2 separate regions of the Mus musculus genome follow, and region 2 is linked to region 1. Evidence: chromatin contacts called from public promoter capture Hi-C data. All regions are on one chromosome and are shown on one strand. Each heading gives the region's core, a stretch centred on a gene start, on an enhancer-like site or on the middle of the called end of the contact. The rest is flanking DNA. Distances are from core to core; before and after follow the strand shown.

Region 1 (5,340 bases), core at 754-3,253:
CAAATTATGGTGGTTTTAGTAAGAGTCATAGCTTATAAATTGGGATTTACACATAGTGCATGAAAAATCCTAGCATTGTGTTTGCTCCCTGGCCGACTTCAGTGGCCGAATTCCTGCCTTTCTAACAAGTGTTCCAGGTTGTTCTTCTTACATTGATTTTTGCCCCAGCTTTGCACAACCAAAGCATCCTTGATTATATTTACCTCTATAACTTATTAATCCCAATATAACTTAATTTTTTTCATCTTTAACCTTTAGAAAGTTATTCCTCAGAATGAATGACAATGCTTTTTGTTTTTGTTGTTGCTGTTCAGCCCTTAAGCTGATAAAAGTGATATCAAGTTCATTTTAAAAGGCTTTAAACTGAAGTCTCCTCCACCATTCTATACACAGAGACAGACAGACAGACAGACATAGAGACTGTTAAGAGTTTTCATGCCTTCTCTGTCTGGTCTTTGAACTAAAGCATACAACCTTCTTCTTTGCCATTGCATAACACAGCAACACATGCACTCCCAATCCAGTGACCAAAGTCCCTGAACAGATCTGCATTTCACAGAGTATGATTCAAACACTATGTCTTGACAGAGGCCAAAACAGCCCCAACTGTAAATCTCTACACAACAGCAGTTTAAAATAAACCCAGAGCTGATAGGACTATCAGAATAGCGTTTTCTCTTCCAAACACACAGCTCACTGAGTAATGCCTTTTCCAGTTGAAAATAAGTAAATAAATAAATAAATAAAGGTAATGATATTTTAGAGGTTACGTGTGTTTAAAAAAAATGGGAACAGTCTCGTGTGTGTGTGTGTGTGTGTGTGTGTGTGTGTGCACGCTGTAGCACTTTGCAGGCAATGCAGGTCTGCGCAGTGTTCTTCAGGATAGAGTGTAGGCGTTGAAAGCCGATGTGACAGTAAGTGTCTAAATTAGGAATTCCAACCATGAAAGGGGGCTTCATTTTATAATCAGGAACTCAAAAGGAGGTCGTATTTCTTTTCCTTATTAAAAAAAAAATCGGTATTTCTGCTTCCATTTATTTGGCAGTGGATGTCTGCAATAGTGTGCTTATCAGTGATTAGAAGAGAAGGGAAGAGCTGATTTCACATCTCTCTTCCACCCTTCATGTAACGCTCTTTATTTTTAACCATTCTTGGGGTACGAAGTCTTGTTTGTTTCTATATAATAAGAAATATGAATCATTGAACTGCCCCCACCCCCACTGCAGGCCCTGTTCAAACAACCGTATATCTGTCTAAGGAAAAATAAGGGCCAGAGGTTGCCTAAGGGATGGTCACTGAGGGCTCCAGAATGTTGTATTTATTTATTTATTTATTTGGCTCTTTCTGAGAGGCAAACCAGCACTGAGTTTAGCTATTCTCAAACTGATCTTCTGGGTGACACTTTAGTTTAGCCGAACATAGACGGCGCCATCACTCCACTGATTTTTTCCCCCAACAGAAGACCCAATCCTACTCTATCCTAACTTCCTTTTAACCTACCCCCCTCCGCCCCCGCTAAAATTACCTCAATCACGCACGAGTTGCTAGATTTTCTGGGTCTCTCTCCCTATTCCTTCCCATCCAGCACACCTCTTCAAAAACAGACTTCTCTTAACTTTTCAACTGCGGCGTTTTAGTAAGCTCAGAATCTTGCCATCCGCCAGCAACAGCCTTGACTTCCATCCCCCCAAACTGAGCCCAAGTCTCTCCGGGCGACCCCCCAGAAGACAGAGGTGACCCTTAGGCCCCTTTCCTTACCTTCCACTCCGAAAGCTCCGGGAGGCTCTTGATCTAAGACACCAGAACAGGCACACGTCCCAACAACAGTGATGGAGAGACTCCCCTTCGGTCCCAATCACCGTTGCCCATTTTTCCCCCCGGTTCAGCTTCAAATATTAAGATTTATGATTGGAAAAAAAATAATGCATGCAAACGAAAGGCAGAGGGAAAAAAAGGAAAAAAAAATAATAGGGGGGGGGGCGGTGGTATCCAGCGGCCAGAGCCTTGCGCCTTATCCAAGTGAATGAAGCCTTCAAAGGAGAGGCGGGGAGAGGCCCCCTGAAGGGAGACTCCACAGAAACACCAAACAGAAAAATGGAAGTGGATAAAGAGCGCAGATGTGTTTTCCCAAACCCACCCCCCCGCAACAAACGGATTGGCCAAGAAGCCAAAAAAGCGCTGAGAAGTGGCCGGCGGCGCTGGCTGGGGCGGCGTGTTGGGCGGTGGGCTGGTGGCAGGAGTGCTCCCGGCCGGTGGCGAGGCTGGAGCAGGAGCCGTTTGCTTGCTTGGTGCGCCCTCCTCCCCGGCCCTCCTCCCTGCCAGGTACTGATGGACGGAGCGCGGCTGAGGAGCTGGGGGTAAAATCCTGGGCTGGCGACGTCGGGAAGCTGTTTGAATGCCGGGCGAGGAGGGAGGCGCGCGAGGGCACGAGATAGTAAAGCTGTGTGGCGGGCGTGCGCGCCGGCGCGCGGCGCTCGCTCTCCCCGGGCTGCGCGCGAAGGGGGCCCGCGCGTTCCTCGGCGCGCACCCGCCGCTGGGCAACCCTCCCGCGCGCGTGCTCGTGGGTGCGCGCGTCCCCGGCGGAGCGCTGCGCCCGGACCAGAGTCCGGCCTCCCCCGCGGCGGGCGAGCTGGCGGGCGGGCGAGCGGGCGAGCGGGCGAGCGGGCGGGAGGGAGGACGGGCGCGGGAGCGAGGCGGGCGGGCGGGCGGGCGGGCGCGGGCTCCTCGGGGCTCTAGCCGAGCCCGCGCCCTGCTACTCAAACCCAAACACGTCTGGAAAACCGATCTTTTCTGCGCCTGGGAGGTTTTCGCATCCTCAGTTCCCACCGCTGAGGCTGGTCGCCACCAAGTGTAGGAGAAAGTCCCCAGGAGGAGAGGCAGGGGGGCGCGGAGACGGGAAGGCGACATGGAGGGGTAGGAAGTAAACGCTGGACTCGATCATCTGTCTGCTGCCATTCAGAGCGGACCTGCCGCAGCGGGAGAGCTGTCATTTCAGCACCGGGATTTAGCCTTGATCCAGTCTGCAGCTGAGGGGCCACAACTCAGCTCCCACTGCTCTTTGCCTCAGGCTGGAGGCTGGAACTATAGTTGTTCAGTTTTTTTGTTTTGTTTTGTTTTGTTTTTTGTTTTTAAAATCACAGCCAGACTGCAATTAACAGCTTATTTGTTCTGTCACGAAAGAGGCTTTGCCAGGACCACTGAGCAGGCTACCGAGGTCAGGCGTCCTGAGCTGCTCTCAGCATGGCGTTGGGACAATAGTGCGGGTTCTAAACTTTTGATTCGTTCTGGCTTCTTAATGCATTTATTCCTTGTCAAGTTTCCCCTCGTAGGAAGTTCGGGTAAGTGATGGGAAGAAATGAAGAAAAGCTACCTTTGTTGTCCGTTGAGAAGGGGGATAAGGAAGATAAATTTCTACACGACTCCACCGTTTTATTTACTTATTGTTTATTTTGCCTCTTGTACAGACGTCTGAAGATGCATCAGATAGACTTCACATGCACATGCAGGTCACTCGCCAGCTAGTTTGGTCTCTACTTGTGTACGCGGTTGGTGGTTTGCAAAACAAGTGTTTGAATAGTGTGCTTATGTGGTGGGAGGAGACATAATGGGTAATGCATTTGGGCAGAGTCCTCCTAAGGGTGAGTTGCCTGAGCAGCAGGTGAAGTTGAATGAAGCAATTTTCCATCATTTGCTCTACTCCCTCATTTGCATTTTTTGTTCCTCTTCTTGTTCCTCTCCCCTGGGGCAATTGCATAGCCAAGAACAGGATTTTCAAAGGAAGGCTATCATGAAAACAGGAAGGTACTGATGATCTTTTATGTACCAGAATTGTTTGAAATATTAAAATTGGCTCTTTGGCTCCTTGCATCTTACTGCATATTAATAGAATGACCCTCTTCAAGGCTTTTCTCTTTTAGGACAAGCATTGAAGTAACAACCGGTAAGGGAAACAGTTAATCACTTTCCAGCAGGCTTCAACAATGTTCCCAGGAACAAATCACCAGGGAAAGCAGCCTGGGTGGCATTTTGGTTTTGTGTCATTTCTGGTTCATTACAATGCTTTTATTCATTTAGGGGAATGTGAAAAGAAAATGCTCTCATATGTCAAATGCAAAATCCCAAACGCTGTGTATATAGTGAGCATATTTTCTTATTTAAAAAAGACTATTCTGCAGTATAAAAGAGGAAAATATTTCATTTATTTCAACTTTTGGGGTGAAAGTGGTCATAATATTTGCAAGACATTTGGGTAAATCTGTTATTTCACCCGGGGGGGGGGGGGAGTCGCAGTAAATGTGCCATAAAATGGAGAATAAGAAAATACTTTGTGTGGCTTGTACATACAGATAAAATAATGTAAGGATAGTTATAATTCTCACACAGTAGTGTCTTCTCACATTATCATTTAGCAGTGTGATCTTGATGTTTCTTAGAAATCTCTAAAGTCACAGCAGCGTGGAGTAAGAAAAACAGCCTAGGGGGACAATTTTAAAAGGCTTAATCCTTAATGGAAAGGAACACTCTTTTTCAGAATCATTTTAATTCAAGTAGGATGCAGGGCTGGGTCAGAAAGGAAAGCCACTCTTAATAAAGCGCTTCACCCTTCACACTGTTTCCCATAACCTTCATAAACTGCAGGCTACTGAGCTGGCCTGATGATGATCCTGCTGAGGTATATTTATAGCAGATGATTTGTAGATGATAAATATGCCAAGCAAGACACTTGGCTACAGTAACCCGGGGCTCATCTGACTTCCTGGGGGCGGAGGGGTGTCACAATCAAGAATAACAAGAGGGACTATATAAGGAGAAACTGGTCTCTAAGCCCTGACGACACAGTCCAAAGCCAACCCAAGAAGGCATCACATTGTTTTCTGCCTGCATGGAGTTCCGTGGGAAAGCTTTGCTGTCATTGACTCAATAACAAAAGGCAAACCAGTGTACACCGTGAGCTCTGTGTCTTCAGATTACAATTACCAACTTTTACTATCTAGTTCATGTGGGTCTATGTATATCCTTGTATGTATCCCACATTTCCCACATATGCCTGTTATACATGCATATATGTGTCTATATATGTGTATACACTGTTTCCTAATCTGCATACACAAGTGAATACACACACACACACATAGTAAACACTTCATTTGATCATGTTTGTAATGTTACATTAATGCATTTATCTGTGACACGTAGAGTATTTCACACCAAAACTATCAAATTAATTGTAAAACTAGATTTTTTTCCATATCCTTGTTGACTTTCAAAAGGAATATCAAGAATTCAGTACTAACACGTTCAAATCTAAACTACTGTTTTATAGCATCACCATAATTCAAC
Region 2 (5,340 bases), core at 732-3,231, 2.4 Mb after region 1:
TAAGGTTGTGCACAAAAAGGGTTCAATTTTCGTAGCTAGTAAACTATTAAAAACTATATTTAATTTTACTTTTCTGTTGGTGCTGCTCTTGAGAAGAAAAAATTATTCCTCTTGTAATTTTTAGAATGATAATCTTAACCTGAATATTGATGACCATTTGAACTGGAGAAGTAAATGCTTATGTTAGAAATAGAAATGCAGCCTTGCCGTGTTATTGTGGAAGAAATAACGGTTAAATCAGACACAGGGATGAAGCTTCTACTACTGCATTCACAACCTTAGGAGACAGGGATATTGAATTTCTCACAAGCATTATCAGATGATATCTTCTACCATATTAAAATTCAGCAAGAAAATCCTTACCAAATGCTGAACAGATATTGACTGGGTCAGGTGCTACAGATGCTCATTGGGCCAGGTGCTGTAGGTACTGATGACAGCAACAGGGACTGTCAATACCTATGACTGTGTCAGGTACTGGAGATACTGATGATTGGGCCATGTACTACAGATACTGAAGACTGGGTCAGATATTCTACATACTGACGACTAGGCCATATGCTGTAGATACTGATGACTGGACCACATGATGCAGATACTTATGACTTGGGCAGGTGCTTGTATTCTTAGTTATCAGAGTAGTTAACAAAAACAGACTTCATTTTTATGAAACAGAGGAAACCGATTAAGACCATCACTAACGATCTTCTAAAATTATTTATACAAGTAGTTGTGGCAAACATTGGCACATGTAGAACAGTTAGATCAGAATAAGGCATTAACATACATTTTTTCCAGCTAACTCACAGTTGTACAGTTTAGAAGAGTCCCTCTCTCTTTGGCTACAGAAGGAATTTGAAACCAGTTTACAATACATGAGACCCTGCCTCAGTCAAAAAAATATCATAAATAGAATTCTTGCTGATGATGTCATGGAAATTAGAGTTCTGAAACAACATTTCAGTTCATGTTTCACTACCATATTAGCTATATCACATGACATATAAATTTTATATTTATGGACTTAGGTATCCATTCAGCTAACTTGGATATTAACATTATAACATACCTCTAAAGATACTAAAGACACTAAATACTTAATTTCAAAAACACCCAAATCGTTAACTGAACTTGGATTCACACAGTTGCCTATGTAGATATTATTTTCTCCAAAACGTTAGAGAATTCTCTTGCTACTTTACAGTGCTAACAGACCAGCAAACTTATTATCTTCTTAAATATTTTTTTACTTTTCCAGGTACTGTAGGAGTGCTAAATTTTACATAAAGTAAATACACAATCCATCCAGAGCCAAAAATCTATTTTAGTTATAACAATCACATTTCTATGTTCATGTTGGCTCAGTTTAAATTTATTAATGCAATATGACAAAATGTAAGTGGAAACAGGTTGGAATTCTGTAGTAACAAATGATCACGTTTGTGAGTTGCTGTTCAACATCTGTATAGTTTCATACAGTTGAGGGAAGACTGTTCCGAGTTTGTCTTATCAACTTTACATGAACCAATATAGTCAAAGATATTTGATTAATGGTAGAATATATTCTACAAAATGTACTTTCTATACTGTAAGTAACAAGATCTGTGGCCAATTTGTGTCTAAGATTTGCTCAAGCATGTCAAGGAAAAAGAGGTATTGCATTTCTTTTTTGCGATGATACAATCAAGCATCAGTTATGAAGAATCTTAACATTTACATCCTATTCGATTCTCTCCTTTCTGTCCTGCACATTTGCCTTCAGACTGTCATGCTCTGTGCAGTAGTCCCTTTGTAACCAATCCACAGTAGAGCTTTGCACAGGGAGGATCTGGATACATTTCTACTGAGATCTTTCTGCCTTGGCGAACCATCATCTTGCTTGTCAGGATACATTCAAACTGCTCAGGCTGGCTCTACCTCTGCTATTTCTGCTTGGCCCAGGAGAAATCCTGAGGCTATCCATCTGCTGCCTCCATCCTTACCCTGCTTTTGCCCCAGCCAGCCTCCAGCCTTCCAGATGGAAGACAGGCACCAGCTGCTCTCTCTACATTAGTGCAGTGCTCTGTGCAGAATTAATCTTTTTGTTTGTTTTTTTAACTGTCAGAGACTACAGACTATGTTTTTGAAAAACAAAATACAATGAATTATTTAAAAAATAAAATTATAACCACATAACAAATGTATGTATAAGTATAACCATTTTCTCATTATTCTTGTGAAGTAAAACAGACACCCTTGAATTGCCAGATTTTGTGATTTATCCCTTTACTTCTCTTGACTAAGTAGCCCATGAATTAGCCTTTGTGTAGCATTACTCTGGGAGGAAATACCAGAATCATCTTCTAACGTGCATGCACTAGAGTCAGCTGGCAGAGCTGCTGCAGAGTGGAAAGCATTCAGCCTGGAGCACATTTTCTACAGTTTATCATCTTCAGTCCATTTTCATGATAGTGGTTCCTGCTTATTGAAACCTATGTATTTATATAACTTTAAATTTTCATTTTGAAGCTCTCAGCTTTTGTGAGTCAGAAGTGGTTGCTAGAGTATGTACAGTCTATATATTTTAGACAATTTGATATGTTCTGTCCTCACAGTGTGTGTGTGTGTGTGTGTGTGTGTGTGTGTGTGTGTGTGTGTGTGTGTGTGCGTGCATGTGCGTGCGCATGTGTGTGAGTGTGTGTGCATGTTCATTTGGACACATGCCCATGTGTATGCAAGTTAATTTATATATGTCAAAAGCATTCATTTTCTTAGTTCTCTGCTTAGCTTTTGAGACATTCTCTCAATGAATCTGGAGTTTGTTGATTCAGCTTCCATGACTGACCAAGGAGCTCCAGGAATCTATTACAGATACTACCTTCCAGCTATAAACAAGACTTCCATAACTTTTGTGATGGGTGTGTGAGAACCAAACTCTGGAATTTATTTTTTAATAGCAAGCCCTTTCTCATGAAGCCCTGAACAGCAACTACCTGCCCCTTCAGTACAAAACTTCCATGGTTAAAACACATGTTGCACAGAAAAGAGGATATGACTTTCTAACCACAGCACACACAAAATTGCTTTGTAGGCATGGCAGCCTAAATGTAATTCCATCTGTAGAGTCTAGGGTTGGGAGATTCCAAAAGCAAGTTGGATAGCAAGATTATCCATATAAGACATATTGTTGTTTATTTCCTCTTTGTCTGGAAATCGTTCTTGTGCCACAGGACAGCCCGTCTGTGGTTACCTTCCTGCATACACCTTCAGTGCTAATGTGTGATTGACTTGGGCATCCTCCTGTCTTAACAACTGTAACTCTTGCTGTATGTCCCTTCAGTGATTTGCTTTAGTTACTCTAGAGTTCCTGGAGGGGCTAGAGTCAATGCTAAGTCTAAATCACAGTTCCATAATGTATGAAATTTCACATAAATCCATACAAACACACACACACACACACACACACACACACACACACACACACACACACACACACAAAGAGAGAGAGAGAGTTTTTAAATTAATTCTGTGTTGTAATAGAAACATTGAGTTTTGATCATTTCTGTTCCATTTACGTTCAATAATTAAAGTCATGGTATAGTTATAATGACGATATCAAACCTACTCCCTGTTACATCTTCGATGTCCAGAGCAGAGTAGGGATATGTTAAGTCTATATGCTGTATTTTCTGCATTTTTATACTCGGGTTTAATTTTTATCTCTTCTTTAGGTCTATAGTTTGCTGATGTTCACCCGTTTAGGAGGATTTTGTCATGCATATTTAGCAGGGCATGATGTTTAGAGGAAAATGGCATACAAGACATTGTTTAGTTTCCTCACTATGAGACTTCCAATGAAATCAAATCATACTGGCTATTTTAAAATAAATAACAATAAAAGGAAAATGACTCCAGTATACAAAATAACTGAGTTCAGGCTGAATAGACAAAAAATATATATTTCAATTGGTGCCAGTTTTCATTAGTGATCTTTAGTCAGTTTTCTTCCCCTTGGTCTCACTGACATTTTTTTTCAGATGATTCTTCCTGTAGGCAGTTGTACTGTTCTCTCTCTCTCTCTCTCTCTCTCTCTCTCTCTCTCTCTCTCTCTCTCACACACACACACACACACACACACACACACACATACACACACACACACACACACACACACACACACACACACACACTGTGTGAAATATGAAATCATGCCAAAGGCCCACCCAGCCAAAGCAGCAGCAAACCATCCCTCACCTCCCTAAGCTACCCAGTGAAACCTCAAGTATATGGTCAACAAAAGGTATGCACATTAACAGCACAAGTTGATATGTCAACCTGAATGGATGTGATATCTCACAAGGCCTCTTCCCTTGAATAGCAGCAGCATAAAATTAATGGCTTCTGATAGTGAAAGAATGAGACTTGTACAGGGATAATCCCCCCGATGGCTCATCCAGTCCTATATACATAGGCAGTTGAACAATTACAAGTATACTCTGCAGGCTATATATATATATATATATTCATAATTTAAAAAGAAGAGGTCATGAATTTGAAGGGGCAGGGGTAAAGTCAAAGAGGAGAGAAGGAGGGTGGAAATGTTATAAATACAGAATGCATATATTAAAATCTCAAAAATGTTAAATTAAAAGTACCAAAAAGTTATCTATCCATGGCTGTCCTATTATTGAAAACTAAAGGATTTCTGATTTAAATAGTGTCTAGTACTTAATGTTTCAATATAAGTGTTTCTTGACCACAAAAGTTCTTAACTTAAAAGGAAAAATCACCTACAACACTTGCCAGTACCTCCTAGCCAAGAGTATCCCTCAGCTGGCACAATATTAGACAAAGTGTAGGATATTGGCTTTTAAACACTAATGGGTACACAAATCATCTGAGGTCAAATTAAAATGAAGGTGGTTGTACCTTACTTCCAAGAAACTCAGTTCAATACCTTTTCAATGATGCCTATAAAATGAGGCAATCATTACAAACAATGGGATATGAGGGGTCACAAGAATAATACACAGAAACAACAAGAAATTTACCAGGAGTTGTCAACACAGCAAGATAAAAGTGTGTGGTCAAGACAAATAATATGGGATGTAATGGACAATTCAAGGATGTTTACAAACAAAGGAACAAACAAACACGTTTCCTATGAGCAAAGGGATTTCCACAAATCAATTTACCTTACATTTCTTTGGAATAAAATACATAGCTATATCCCTGGGGCAGTTTTAAAATATATGAGTCATGCACAAGGACTGAACAAACACCACATACAGGAAATCTTGGTTGTTTCTTTTATTCAATGGTGAAAGTTTTAAACATGGTTCTTTAGAATGATTTTAAAGA

Evidence for each region. Promoter capture Hi-C pulls out the DNA fragments that hold promoters and counts their contacts.
Region 2: a promoter capture Hi-C map of hippocampal neurons shows a contact between it and region 1, with 9 times the contacts expected there. The contact joins the enhancer-like site here to the promoter of Adgrb3 in region 1. A contact is called at or near these places in 1 of 39 promoter capture datasets (hippocampal neurons), 1 of 484 Hi-C or Micro-C datasets (cerebellum) and 3 of 115 datasets of contacts at active chromatin or transcription factors (astrocytes, embryonic forebrain and forebrain).

What each region holds. Positions count from the first base shown.
Region 1 is chr1:25,827,704-25,833,043 of GRCm38.p6, forward strand. Adgrb3 (adhesion G protein-coupled receptor B3) reads right to left here and starts at 2,004. Exons shown (of 31, transcript NM_175642.4): 1 at 1,759-2,004. Gm9884 (predicted gene 9884) reads left to right here and starts at 2,727. Exons shown (of 2, transcript NR_169046.1): 1 at 2,727-3,338; 2 at 3,465-3,867.
Region 2 is chr1:28,212,485-28,217,824 of GRCm38.p6, forward strand. No RefSeq gene overlaps it. Among named protein-coding and RNA genes, the nearest start is that of Gm5524, 330 kb to the left of the region's middle. Within about 2 kb of position 1,982, at least 26 of the 459 cell types and tissues checked have an H3K27ac peak or open chromatin away from gene starts, as enhancers often do. A contact at or near this core is called in cerebellum and hippocampal neurons, where this site is marked.